Regions from separate parts of the Mus musculus genome. Here all the other regions are linked to region 2. A link is a contact called in public Hi-C and HiChIP or PLAC-seq data. All regions are on one chromosome and are shown on one strand. Each heading gives the region's core, a stretch centred on a gene start, on an enhancer-like site or on the middle of the called end of the contact. The rest is flanking DNA. Distances are from core to core; before and after follow the strand shown. Region 1 holds the start of Mitf (melanogenesis associated transcription factor). Region 2 overlaps Mitf (melanogenesis associated transcription factor). Region 3 has its middle 29 kb from the start of Gm24565.

Region 1 (4,490 bases), core at 1,589-4,088, 160 kb after region 2:
TACTAAAACTGGCCAAGGCTGAGAGCGTTAAGAGATTGCTGCAATAATTCAGGCAAAAACTGACAATGACTTGGTCAAAGTTACAGCAGAGAGATAGGCAAGAAATGGGTGAATTCTGAAACAATCTTGACAAGTGGTCCTCACCCTTCCTAATGCTGCAACCATTTAATATAGTTCTTCATGTTCCTGTGACCCCCGACCATAAAATTATTTTTGTTGCTATTTCATAAGTGTAATTTTGCTACTGTCATGAGTCATAAATATAAATATCTGATTATGCAGGATATCTGACATGCAACCCCTGTGAAAGGGTTGTTGAACGGCCCCCGAGGGGTCTCGACCCACAGATTAAGAACTGCTGATGGAGACAATAGAATGGATAGGTGTCCTTGTTACGAGAATCTGCAAATTTTCATTACAACTTTTTCCTAACCAGGACGTTAGGGATGCCCCAGCAAAGTCTTCAAACTACAGTCAACGAGAAGGCCCTGAGCCACATTTAAAGTCACACACCGATGTCAATGATAATACCATTAGGACAACTGTCAAAAACAGTCAGAAAAGATGTCAACGTACTCCAGAAACTTAGTCACAAATTTTATTTAACGGGTTTATTTCAAAGAACGCATATCTACTCCATGCTACCTGGCACCTGCTGCTCGTACCAACATGTGAAGCCGTTTATGCCCACAGTCCCACATTTTTCCTTTCCTGTGCTAGCTAGCTAGCTACAGAGGACATGTGCTCTTGCGTGCCATTCTTGCTGACTGGGTAAAAGAATAGAACCAAATCCTTCCCCATGAGTGTCAGGGCACTCATTGGTTTTCCCCAGAGGTACCTTCTTCACTCCCTCAAACTCATTTAATGTATCAGCCACCATCAAAATGAAGAGCCCAGTTAATTAATTTCTTTCAGACACACACACACACACACACACACACACACACACGCACACACTCCCCCTGCCCCCCTCATTCTGGCCTTGTAAGCATTTGCTTATAGAAGCAAAAGCAGGGACTGACTGCTCAGTAAAACACTGGTCCCTTCAGCCACATGCAGATAAAGCTCTAATGAGCATAACCAACAATGCGCTTTACACAGTATCACTCTCAGAGCACCCAATACACCCTTATCTACATTCACACACAAATAGCCATTATGAAAAGAAGCCACTAGTGAAAGGCTGAGTTTATGCATCTTGATGCCTAACACATTTCCTTCCACTCTGCCACAAGCATGTGCAAAAAGCCTGCCTTAGCCAGGGAGCCAGGGCTTCTGCTCCTCCCAGAGTTTGTTCCCATGACTGGATTCAAGGTCCTGTCCCAGCCCTGAAGGAAAGCAACCTGTCTCCACTTTATAAGACCCAGCCTTTTTGTCTCCCAAACCAAAGATTCCACCCCTCAATTCTGCCTTCCTGGCCCCTGAAAGTGAGTCCCTCTGCCCCTCTACCAGGGGAACCTCACTCATCTAGACCCTAGACAATTGATGCACCAGGTGATGATGTTAGCCTTACTTCATCGCACAACTGAAAGGGTGGAAATAAAGTCACAGATTCCAGTGACTATCCCCCTCTCTGTAAACATGACAAATAAGAAGCACTTCAAGGGTCCAGAGGGACCAAAGAGAGTGATAACCGATTCTGCCAGGCAAGTAGCAATGGAGGGTGGCGTGAGGGATTAGGATACTGCAGAGGTACTGAAGAGTTGGGAGGCACCAGACTAGAGAACATCTTCACTCTAGGCCCAAAGTTCTTGAAGCGCCTGGAGAATTAAATGTGTGTAGGTGCCAAGAGAGCATTCCCAACCACCACAGACCTCTAAGGTAGTTTGTTTGTTTGTTTCTTTCTTTCTTTCTTTCTTTCTTTCTTTCTTTCTTTCTTTCTTTCTCTCTTTCCTTCCTTCCTTCCTTCCTTCCTTCCTTCCTTCCTTCCTTCCTTCTTGCATTTGTAAAGACTTCTATTCCAGACAGCTTGCCCAGCTTGAGAGACACGCCCACCCACAACCTCCTCCCCTCCTTTTATTCACCCCCCCCCCCCACACACACACACACACCTCCTCGGTGCTGTCCTGTGGCAGGTGAAAGGTGAAGCTCAGGTGAACTTCACCTAGAGGCCTCTCTGAGTAGTATCTCCCAGAGGGGCTGGTCTACAAGGGAAGACCTCCAGGCCAGTTCATCGCTGCCCTGGAGCATCAGATCCCCCTCTCCTGAGCCCCTCAGCCTGCTAGGGAGCTTCAGAAAAATTGCTCTTGGTAGCACCAGATCACAGTCCCTGTCCGGTGCTCCTCCTACCCCACCTCGCGCCGGGTACCGCCCCAGCCCCCATCTAGCTCAGCAGCTGGCATCTGCAGCCGAGGGTCCCCACGTCTGGATGAGCCATCCCAAGAGACTCGCGGTGTCCCCAAAATGCCACTGTCAGATACCCTGGGATGCAAGCAAGTCGTCTGTAAGCGGGACCCTAAATGCCAGGGGCCAGGTCGCCCTGTACCCCAAGGCAAGGGCACGGGGTCCTTGTCCTAGAGCTATCCAGACTGACTGTTCTCCTCCCAGGGTAGCAGGCGCGGGGCCCATGGGCCTCCTGCCGCGCCTCCCTCCAGCTGTCACCACTCACCTGCTCTTCAGAGGTTGACTTTTGAGTTCGTAATAGGTTTTGGGTTCTTCGTGAAACTCCTCCCCGACTTCGAAATCCGCCACGATTCCCGATTCGGACTGCATGACTCCCTCTTGCCCGCCTTCCACTGCTTGGGACTTGGACCAGAACCCGGGCACCTGAGAAAGATGGGGGGCCTCGGGTACCCCAAGCCGCGCGCCCCGCGCAGTGCCCCACTCAGCCCGCTAGCCGGCCGCCCGCCCCGGCGCGGTGAGTTTACTCTCACACCAGAGCGGGAGGGGCTGAGCCCGGTGCGCCCTGGGATTTGTGGTTCCGCCTGGGCAGAGCACACCAGCTCTCCAGGATATCAGCTTCCGCAAAAACTACAACTCCCAGAAGGTCAAACCGGGGAGAGACAACGTGGTGTACACGGATAGTGCAAGTCCTGTTTGGATTCCTTGTCAATGTCAGCAGCTCCTCTCCGTGTCTCTCCGGTTTGCTTCAAGGATACAGACCTGGCTGTTTAATATTAATAAGAACAACTCAGCCTGGGCTTCTACTGTCCCTCCTGGTTTAGACATCTGCGAGGACACGCCGAGCGTTCATTTAAAAAATAAAACACTAAGGGGTTTTGAAACTAGAAAGTTTCGGTCAGAGTTAAAACCCATTTTTAAAATAAAAGGACTTTCTATTAGCCCCCGAGCTCTTCTGGACTGCAGCGACACATCATTTTGTCCTCTATTGAAACAGAGTGTTGGAAACTTCACTTTTATAATGAAAGCATTATTGGAGGAGTTGTTCTTGTGCGTTCTTTTTCTGGAACTCAGTATAAGCTCCCACAATACTCTTCATCAGTTGAAAGGCTCCTTTCCTTTTATCCAATTAGTCACCTCTAATCTAAAGCAGCACTTGAAGGATTCAGTTAATTTTAAAAGACATCAAGTTACCAAACAGCTTCACCACCACCACCACCGTCTGCTTTCAATTTCTCAGTTGGCTGGGAGTTCAGATGAGATTGTCCTAACATTGCAAGCCGGTGCAGCTTCAAGGTACTCGGCTAGGTGATGTATTAAATGACCGCACTTTAGCTCATTTGTATGTTCAGACCTGTCTTCTGGTTAGTTCCAGCAGGACTCTTCATGTTGTATAAAACATCAACGAGTGCTTTGAGACATTGGAGTTAAGGGTGGCATTTTAAGATGGCAGAAATTCCTAGTTCTTCTAAGAAATCCTGTGTAATCTTAGACATGTCCATTGGATTCCTAGAAGCCTTAATTTCCTCATCTATGAAAGAAGAGATTAGGAAACCTATTTGAGATGGTGTTGCAAGGTCAAAAGTAAGGAAAGAATTACTTGCAATTTGTATACACTAGGGGCAGGCAAAATGGCTCAGTCGGTAAATTTACTTATTTGCAAACATGACAACCTGCAATTGGTCCTCAGGACACACATGACTGAAGAATGGAACTATTAACTACTGCAATCTGTCTCCTGACAGCTGAATGCAGGTGCAGGTACACATAATACATACATAGAATTTTTTAAAAGCTGCTCAGTGATGATTAATTTTGGCTTTCTTTTGTGTATCTTGGAGGCATTCTTGGCAAGCTTGCATCTCTTCTGTGTATTTTTCACTTTCAGGAGTTGATAAACTAAATGATGATCCTAAAAGGTCTACACTGATGGTTGGGCATCTCCTTGGAGTTACCCACTCCTATATCTTGCCTCACAGTATAGCTTTTTCTTTTTTAATTTTATATCAGAAAGATCATGAATAGGAGTGGTGAGTGAGAACTGGAAAATGTATACATCGTTGAGGTAGCAATAACCAACATTTTGTAGCTGAATATTGTTCTTAAAATACTTCGGGGGTCCTTTCCTATAGCAATAGCATGGCAGGATA
Region 2 (4,259 bases), core at 120-2,619:
TCTGATGTCCCAGTTCTCACCAAATATGTATCACACATTCTAAGTTCTGCCAGACTGCACAGTATCTGGCTATAGCTTAAATGCAAGATTTCCTAATTTCTAATGAGACTGAGGTTTTGCTTTTGTTTTTTGTTCTTTTTTTGTAACAAGTGGCAAAGCTGAGCATCTATATTATACACACACACACACACACACACACACACACACACACATACATACACACACACACCTAAATACATTCCATGGCTTTCTTATTGCTACACAGGGGTTCTAATCTCCTATCTGCCATTCGTGCTAGCTATACTGTTTTTCTATAGCCTGCTTATTGTTTAAGTCAATATTTTTAACATGACCTCCCAGAGATCAGTTAAAAACTGAACAGAACTGGTAAAGAAGATTCCCCATGTCCTACTGCCATCAGACTCAAAGACATATTTCCCTAAGGCCTTATTTCATATTAAACAAGCTTTATCAAGGACGTTATCTCAATTTAAAGCAGAACTGTTTGTACAAAGGAACTAACTGTGATACAAATCTTAAGAACTTATGTGACTCTCTGATTATTGCCTACTCCTTGTCCCCAAGGAGAAAAATAAATCCTAAGTGCAATTACCAGATAAAAAGATGTAAAATCCACTGAAGTCATTTTGCCAGATTCCCAGGAAATTACACCACCAACCACATGACAAGCCACAGTTTGTTTTCCCACATCAATGTAAGCTGCAGTGTAATAAGTGAACCACAAATACAGCTATCAATGTGGTGAATTAAAGGAAAGAACTTACATTGCTTATTTCACATTATGTTATTTTGTATTTTGTTTGATTGCATATTTACATACTTATGGAACGTGCATGCATGTTTGCATGTATATAGGCATACACATCAGTGGATATTTCATGTGTATACATGCACATGAAAGCTAGATGCCTTTCTTGGTGGCTTTACACTTCCTTTATTGAGGTAGGATCTGTTTCTGAACCAGGAACTCAATATTGCTGACTAGTCTAGCTAATCAGGTTGCCCCAGGGATTTTCCTGTCTCTGTCCCAAGAGTGTTAGTATCATGGCAGACAATACACCTGCCAGGTTTTACCATGGGTTCTGGGGACTCAAACTTTACTTCTCATGCTTTGGCAAGAACTGCCTTATCCACCAATCCATTCTCTTGGCCCTGGTACTGTTACCTTAATAGGACTCATTAAGAGAGTGATGACTTCATTATACTAATTAAAAAGAAACTTTTTAAAATAAATCAGGGAAAAGATGGTGGAAAAGAAATTACTACGTTGAAAACTTCAGACAAGGGCAGGGGTGATATGAAAGATTGTTTTTTGTATTTCCAGTTTCATCAGGGAAAGGAGGAAGTGGGGTATCTTGGTCATTTGTAACTGCTGTGGAAACAAGAAGCCCTTCCTGTGCCCAGGGATTCAGAGTTCATTTGGGATTTTTTTCTCGCTGTGTGACCTGGTATAAAATCTGGTCATGATCTCAAAGCTGTTGGGATGACAGACCCAAACACGCTGAGACCATTTCTATTATTTTTTCATCTCTATTCACCCTAGATTAGACAGCAAGACCAAAAGGCAAAAAGTGTGGGCAAATATCAAGAAATGGCCTAAAAAAAGGACTTTAGAAGGGAAAGGGTGGGGAGGTTTGTTTTGTTTCATCAGCTCCTAAGATAACACCATCAAAATAAGACGAAAACTATTGGTTCCTCATCTCAGAACTCATGTTTACTGCTACTAAACCTCTGTCTGTCTGTAGTGAAAAACTCCCATTAAGCCTTACAGAAATACGGGATGGTTTTGTTTGGTTTGGTTAGGTTTGGTTTGGTCATCATTGTTTATTTTGTTTGTTGTTTTGAGATAAGGCACTGTATGACCTAGAAGTCACTATTCAGACAAGGTTGCCCTCAAAATCACTGAGATCTGCCTGCCTCTGTCTCTCTGCCTCTCTGCCTCTCTGCCTCTCTGCCTCTCTGCCTCTCTGCCTCTCTGCCTCTCTGCCTCTCTGCCTCTTCTCTGTCTCTGCCTCCTGAGAGCTGAGATTAAAGTTATGTGCCACCACACCTGGCTGGAAACATCATACCCTATTCACAGAAATCTGCTTATTCTCATGATCAAGGACTGTTTCTGGTAAGTTATCCTCAGAGTTAGAAAGATCAGTAGATAAATAACACTGAAGAAAAATCCGCGTGGTGTGTGTGTGTGTGTGTGTGTGTGTGTGTGTGTGTGTGTGTGTGTGTGTTTTCACATGCATGAGTGGACCAGAAGTCAATATCTAGTGTCTTTCCCAGTTGCTTTCTGCCTTGCTTCTTGAGACAAGATCTCTCACTTGGCCTGGAACTGACAAGAGTGTTAGGCTGGCCAGCCAATAAGTTCCAGATTTCCCCCTCCCCAGCTCTGGGACCAGAGGCAAGAGCTGCCATAGCCAACTTTTTTGGTGATGCTAGGGAACCCAGCCCAGATCCTTATTCATACAGAGTAACGTTTTATTGACTGAGCCTTCTCCCTAACAAAGCCACCTTTTGAAAAGATAGCCACTTTGGTCCAAGCTCATTAAAGCAGATTGTCTACCTAAACTTAAGTGCTCAAAACTGAAACTTCAACAACTTTGATTCACTAAGTCCAATCTCTACATAATACCAGATTTTTCATCAGCAATTTGCAATGAGATCATATAGAAGAAAGTATCAAAAAAGTGCAAAGTCTGTGGCTAATGGACTTCCTGGCTGCACTGATTCTCAACAAAGTTCAAGGGAAACGCCATGGAGAAGGAAGGGTCTCTGGAAACCGATGTTAGAATAATACTAGATCCACAAACAAGGAACTTTTTTATGTCCATCATACAACATGTGCAAATTAACTCACATTGACTCAAGAAACCTAAAACTATTCAGTTTCTACAAGAAAACAAAGAAGATCCTCATGAACTTGAGTTAAGGAAGGGGTTTACACAGCACCAAAACTAAAATTAATGGTGGAACTCATCAACAAATTGGGTTCTATCCTTGTTGACAACTCTTGTTTTTCCAAATACATGATTAAAGATGAAACTCAGCTAAAACATATGGCATGCTCTTGACAGAGCCAAGGCAAGGAACTGTATCCAACAGCCCACTTTAAAAATGAGCACATTATTTACAAATACTTCATTAGAAGAAGACTTGCAGAGGGCAAGTAGGTGCTTGAGAAGGTCATTACCAGGAATACCGAATGGCAGAGAAGCACCTGAAAAAATGTTCAACATCCTTAATCATCAGGGAAATGCAAATCAAAACAACCCTGAGATTCCACCTCACACCAGTCAGAATGGCTAAGATCAAAAATTCAGGTGACAGCAGATGCTGGCGAGGATGTGGAGAAAGAGGAACACTCCACCATTGTTGGTGGGATTGCAAGCTCGTACAACCACTCTGGAAATCAGTCTGGTGGTTCCTCAGAAAATTGGACATAGTACTACTGGAGGATCCCGCAATACCTCTCCTGGGCATATATCCAGAAGAGGTCCCAACCAGTAAGAAGGACACATGCTCCACTATGTTCATAGCAGCCTTATTTATAATAGCCAAAAGCTGGAAAGAACCCAGATGCCCCTCAACAGAGAAATGGATACAGAAAATGTTGTACATTTACACAATGGAGTTCTACTCAGCTATTAAAAAGAATGAATTTATGAAATTCCTAGGCAAATGGATGGACCTGGAGGGCATCATCCTGAGTGAGGCAACCCAATCACAAAGGAACTCACACAATATGTACTCACTGATAAGTGGATATTAGCCCAGAAACTTAGGATACCCAAGATGTAAGATACAATTTGCTAAACGCATGAATCTCAAGAAGAACGAAGACCAAAGTGTGGACACTTTGCCCCTTCTTAGAATTGGGAACAAAACACCCATGGAAGGAGTTACAAAGTTTGGAGCTGTGACGAAAGGATGGACCATCTAGAGACTGCCATATCTGGAGATCCATCCCATAATCAGCTTCCAAACGCTGACACCATTGCACACACTAGCAAGATTTTGCTGAAAGGACCCAGATATAACTGTCTCTTGTGAGACTATGCCGGGGCCTAGCAAACACAGAATTGGATGCTCACAGTCAGCTATTGGATGGATCACAGGGCCCCCAATGGAGGAGCTAGAGAAAGTACCCAAGGAGCTAAAGGGATCTGCAACCCTATAGGTAGAACAACATTATGAACTAACCAGTACCCCTGAGCTCTTGACTCTAGCTGCATATGTATCAAAAG
Region 3 (4,318 bases), core at 768-3,267, 210 kb after region 2:
TCAGGTTATAGACACCATGAGGGCATGCTGCCTCCCTGTGGAATTTCACAGACACAGTTCTGAGGCCTCCAGGTCTTCCAGCCCGGAATTTCAATGCCAAACCAGTCTTGGGACAATTCCCTGGGCTTCATAATTGTTTCCTCCACATATGATATTCAAATGACATTGATTGCCTCTCTGTGTTGCCCTATTGAGTACAGCCCACCTGCCCTGCCCCCCTCTTGGTGTTAAAGTTTCCCTGTGCTCTTTGCACTGATTGGCTGCATTGGGTGGTTGGTGGGACAGTGGATTTTGAAGGTAAGTAAAATGGGGAAGGAAAAATCTATTGTCTCCTCTGAAGATCAGGGGTAAGATAAGGATGATAAATAGTTAGTTGCGGGTAGTCCTACCATGTAACAGAATTAGTTTCAGATCCCACTTTGAAACCAGTCATTCTTATTTCCCAGGTAGCAACATGCTCACCTATTCAATAAAGATGATGTTTGACCACTGAGAATTAAGAGGTTATGATTTTGCTATCCACTCACTCTCAAACCGACAATAGCAGCTTCGAGCAGCTATCTCCTCCTCGGGTTTCCTGTCTGCTGTGATGTGAAACTTGTCTCATGCTCCGACATTCCCTCTCTGCCTTCTACTGAAGGAGTAGGTGTATGGAAGACTTCATAGTCCATCCCGATGAAGTTTATAAGGACAGGAAAATGTGTGACTTGGCATAGTGAAGGTTGAAGAAGGCAGAAAGAATTCTCTCTTATTCACAGGACAAGCAAGCAAATCTGCCTAGACTTTATAATTTACTAGACATCCACCCAAATGTGTATTTGCCACTGGGAAGTCCCTCCCAGAACCATGGCTGCATAACCCAGCCTTGCCCACTGCTTACTTCTTGGGTCCATTTGTGGTTTTAGATCACAATCCCTCACGTTAAATTAACATAGCAGCCTCTTCATTCCTATATGCTAAATGTCTCTGTTTTAGAAGTCACAGAGCCAAGGACCTTCGTTTTCTGATGTGACAAAGCAGGTACACTGTCGAGGATATCCCAGCTGCTTTTGTTTTGTTTTTGTGTGTTTGTTTGTTGTAGTGTTGGAGCTTGAACCCCGACCCTTGCATTTGCTGAGTGAGCACTCTGCCACAGAGCTCTAATCTGTTTCCAGTTTTTTTTTTGTTTTTTTTTTGTTTTTTTTAACCTGCAGCCTCACTTTGTAGCCCAGTATGGGCTAGAACTTAATAAGTAGACCTCAAAGGAAATCACACCAATGCCCCTCCCTCTGCTTCCCAAATGCTGGGATTATAGACATGAACGATCACACGGCTTCCATCTGCTCTTTAAAATGAGCTAAATCTGAAGTATGGTGTCTGGATCCACACTCCCCTTGCTCTCTACAATGACAGCATTTTCACTTGTATACTAGAAGATCCCCACCCATTTCAAGCCACCCAACCCAGCCTCTCTTGTCCATATTAGACATGCTGTGGTAAGTTTATCCCTTCCCCTGCAGCGGCATCCTGCCTAGTTCACAGTATGAGTAATGGCCAACTTAATAAGGACTTTTCTTGTGCAGGTGACAGACCCCTGACAGGAATAGCTTAAGAGACTGGGCTCACCATTTGAGAGTATAGTGTGTCATGGGAAGTAAGGCATCGGTGTTGATGGGGTGGGAGTGGCGTTGGCTACAGGAGCAAAGGCATGACATAGACACTGCTCACCCACATCTCCATGGGCTTCACTTCCTCCAAAATTTTCTATATCCTCCCCAAATGGTGTCACAAGCTGGCGATCGAGTATTCAAACACAGGAGCTCACAAAATGTGTGTCACATTTAAACCACTACAGTGTATAGATTTTCCCCCAATCAGAGCCTGGGATAGGGACTTGGCTGAAGGCTGAGACCAACATCTGTGTTGACCTTAGAGGCAAAAGACTGAATGCCAATATGGGTACCTTCATACTGTTTTATGGAAGACTCAACTCTTCTGGTCCTTTAACCTTTTCTGTCTTGGCAAAGGAGAAGGAGCGCCATCTACTGTTGGCACATGCCGCAGGACAGACAGTCCCTTGAGACTTCCCCAAGACTTTTCGATCCATGTGTCCAGTGGCCACAAAGACAGCTGTAGTTTTCCTTTGCTTACGGACAGGAAAACTAAGACCAAAAGGCTACATCCAAGGTCACTCATCCACAGAGTGATGAATCCAAGCTTTTAAGGCTCTGAGAGGCTCACACAGGAGGAGAAGGAGAACACAGTCACAAATGAACAAAAAAATCGGGCCACACTTCTTGCAGAGCATTCCAACCCAGGGGAGTCAGTGGTCCCTCAAAATGATGAAAGGGCTGTAGCTGCACTCTGTAGAGCCTGTCCTCCGTCTCTCCCTCCCATTCTCACTGAGGACCCTATTCGGAGCCCCAATCCATCCTTGCTATTTGCAACAGCTGCTGCAGAGAAAACAGGTGGTATTTGCTTAAAGCCCACACAGATCTGAAGCTCTGTACACAATGGGAAACCAGGGAGGATCCATCAAGCTGTCAGAATGGGACCTGTAAGTGTGTGTGTGGGGAGCTTGAGTTAGAGAATACCCTTGCTAAGCTTTAAGCAATTCCACATTTAATCTCGCTTATTTCTGGGAGCACACACACACACACACACACACACACACACACACAGAGCCATTTGTCTAACCTTCCAGTCCCTAAAGGATGGGTCCCCTGCTGGAAGCAGTATTTGCCATTTGTGCCTGTGTCTATGACCTTAGAGGCTACAAGAAACCTTCTGCTGGACGAGACCCTGAATTAGTAGATGACTCTGTGTGTGTGTGTATGGTGAGAAACAATGGTCCTTACTGCATAACAAGAGTACTGGAGACTCGGAGTAGTGAAAGGGAAATAGTTTATGACCATGAGAACTTGGGTGTCAGTGTAAAGAAAGGGCAAAAATGGCTGATGTGGCACGAAACAGTAACACATGCACACGAACACACACACATTTTCCCTGACTGAGTGAGTTCCTTGGGAAATACAATCTTCTCAGTGCCTAGCATTGCCTCGGCCCTAAAGCCCTGTGTGTCCCTATGAGTTTGGGACACACAGCCTTATCTAGTGTATGTCCTGAGACTTGAGATCACCTCCTTTTCTGCTATACAAGCTTACTCATGTAGCCGACTGCCTATGGGTTTGCAGCACTGGAATGAACTTAGAGTACCTAGACAAGCAGCTGCCAGCTGCCAGCTGTGGAAGACAGGAGCCTAGGGCCTCTTGCTTCCCTGTGATTACTTAATGAGGCCTAAACACACTTAAAACTAAAAATAAGCCATAACAATTTCCTTCTAACAGTTTGCATGTGTGTATTCACGTGGAGTACACATGTGTTTCTGTGCACATGCGTAAGGACAGAGGTCAAGCTCAGGTGTCATCAGGTTTTTTTTTTTGAGACAGGGTGTCATGCTATTGAGCCTCAAGGATCTGCCTGCCTCCACCTCCCCAGCACTGGGATTACAATTGCATTCAAGCATTCCCACTTTTTAAAAAACTTTGGTTCTGGGGCTCGAACTCAAGTCCTCCAGCTTGCAGAACAAAACACTTTAATGGCTGAATCCTCTCTCCAGCCCAGCAGGTGGTTTTTCTTGGCACAGCTTCTTTGTTTCTCAGTTAACATCTCCAGAGCGCTTTTCCTGAGTCCTTTGCTGGCCTTCTCCTAAGTCAGCTGATCCCCTTTTAGACCTTCTTCCTTTGGAAATGTATTTTCTTCTCTAGTCATCAGACTTAATTGGTCTAGTACAGGCTCTCCCTGGAGTGCTCTCTTTCTGCCTGTGTGACAGGCCCCAGGTTTTTGTGACCCATTTGTTTGGCTGGGTTTATGTTTTTGTGTGTCTTTTCTGGCTTTTCACTCCTCACTCCTCTATTAACATTTTGCAATCAACTGATTTTAATCTTCCTGGCTGTTTCACTCAGCTTGGCAGGGCTGGGGTTGATCTTCACCGTTTAAGGGTTTCATTTCTCAATATGTTTTGCTTCTTCTCCCTTGCTCTTGGATGTTACTAAGGAGTGATGGCTCTCAGCCTTCTAGCAAGTTGCTCCTCAAGAAAAGTAACCACATGTCCCCTTTTGTCTCGGACAGCCTCTGTTTGGCTTGTTATTCTGATGTCCTGTCCAAGAACTGTTTTGAAATTTTCTCTTAGATGATAAGATATGGACACTCTATTTGAAAGTGTATCTGCTCAGAGCTGGGGAGATCGCTCAGTCAATAATGAAATCCTTGCCTTGCAAGCATGAAGACCCGAGTTCAGGTTCTCAGCACCCATTTAAAATGCTAGGTTCAGTGGAAC

Evidence for each region. Hi-C and Micro-C count contacts between places; a contact is called where the count stands out from the background. HiChIP or PLAC-seq counts read pairs in DNA pulled down with a chosen protein or histone mark.
Region 1: a contact with region 2 is called in an H3K4me3 HiChIP or PLAC-seq map of bone marrow-derived macrophages, with 2.9 times the contacts expected there. The contact joins the promoter of Mitf here to the enhancer-like site in region 2. A contact is called at or near these places in 7 of 39 promoter capture datasets (the 3T3-L1 cell line, the HPC-7 cell line, cranial neural crest and 2 more), 6 of 484 Hi-C or Micro-C datasets (the AML12 cell line, the MNK3 cell line, embryonic stem cells and 1 more), 5 of 115 datasets of contacts at active chromatin or transcription factors (bone marrow-derived macrophages, embryonic stem cells, forebrain and 1 more) and 1 of 9 other capture datasets (adipose tissue).
Region 3: a Hi-C map of bone marrow-derived macrophages shows a contact between it and region 2, with 34 read pairs. The contact joins two enhancer-like sites. A contact is called at or near these places in 2 of 484 Hi-C or Micro-C datasets (bone marrow-derived macrophages and embryonic fibroblasts), 6 of 115 datasets of contacts at active chromatin or transcription factors (embryonic basal ganglia and embryonic stem cells) and 1 of 9 other capture datasets (embryonic stem cells).

The regions. Positions count from the first base shown.
Region 1 is chr6:97,805,406-97,809,895 of GRCm38.p6, reverse strand. Mitf (melanogenesis associated transcription factor) reads right to left here and starts at 2,838. Exons shown (of 10, transcript NM_001113198.1): 1 at 2,609-2,838. The coding sequence starts at 2,712.
Region 2 is chr6:97,968,746-97,973,004 of GRCm38.p6, reverse strand. The region is part of intron 2 of Mitf (melanogenesis associated transcription factor); the gene reads right to left. Among named protein-coding and RNA genes, the nearest start is that of Mitf, 160 kb to the right of the region's middle. Within about 2 kb of position 1,369, at least 8 of the 459 cell types and tissues checked have an H3K27ac peak or open chromatin away from gene starts, as enhancers often do. A contact at or near this core is called in the MNK3 cell line and bone marrow-derived macrophages, where this site is marked.
Region 3 is chr6:97,757,215-97,761,532 of GRCm38.p6, reverse strand. No RefSeq gene overlaps it. Among named protein-coding and RNA genes, the nearest start is that of Gm24565, 29 kb to the right of the region's middle. Within about 2 kb of position 2,017, at least 16 of the 459 cell types and tissues checked have an H3K27ac peak or open chromatin away from gene starts, as enhancers often do. A contact at or near this core is called in bone marrow-derived macrophages, where this site is marked.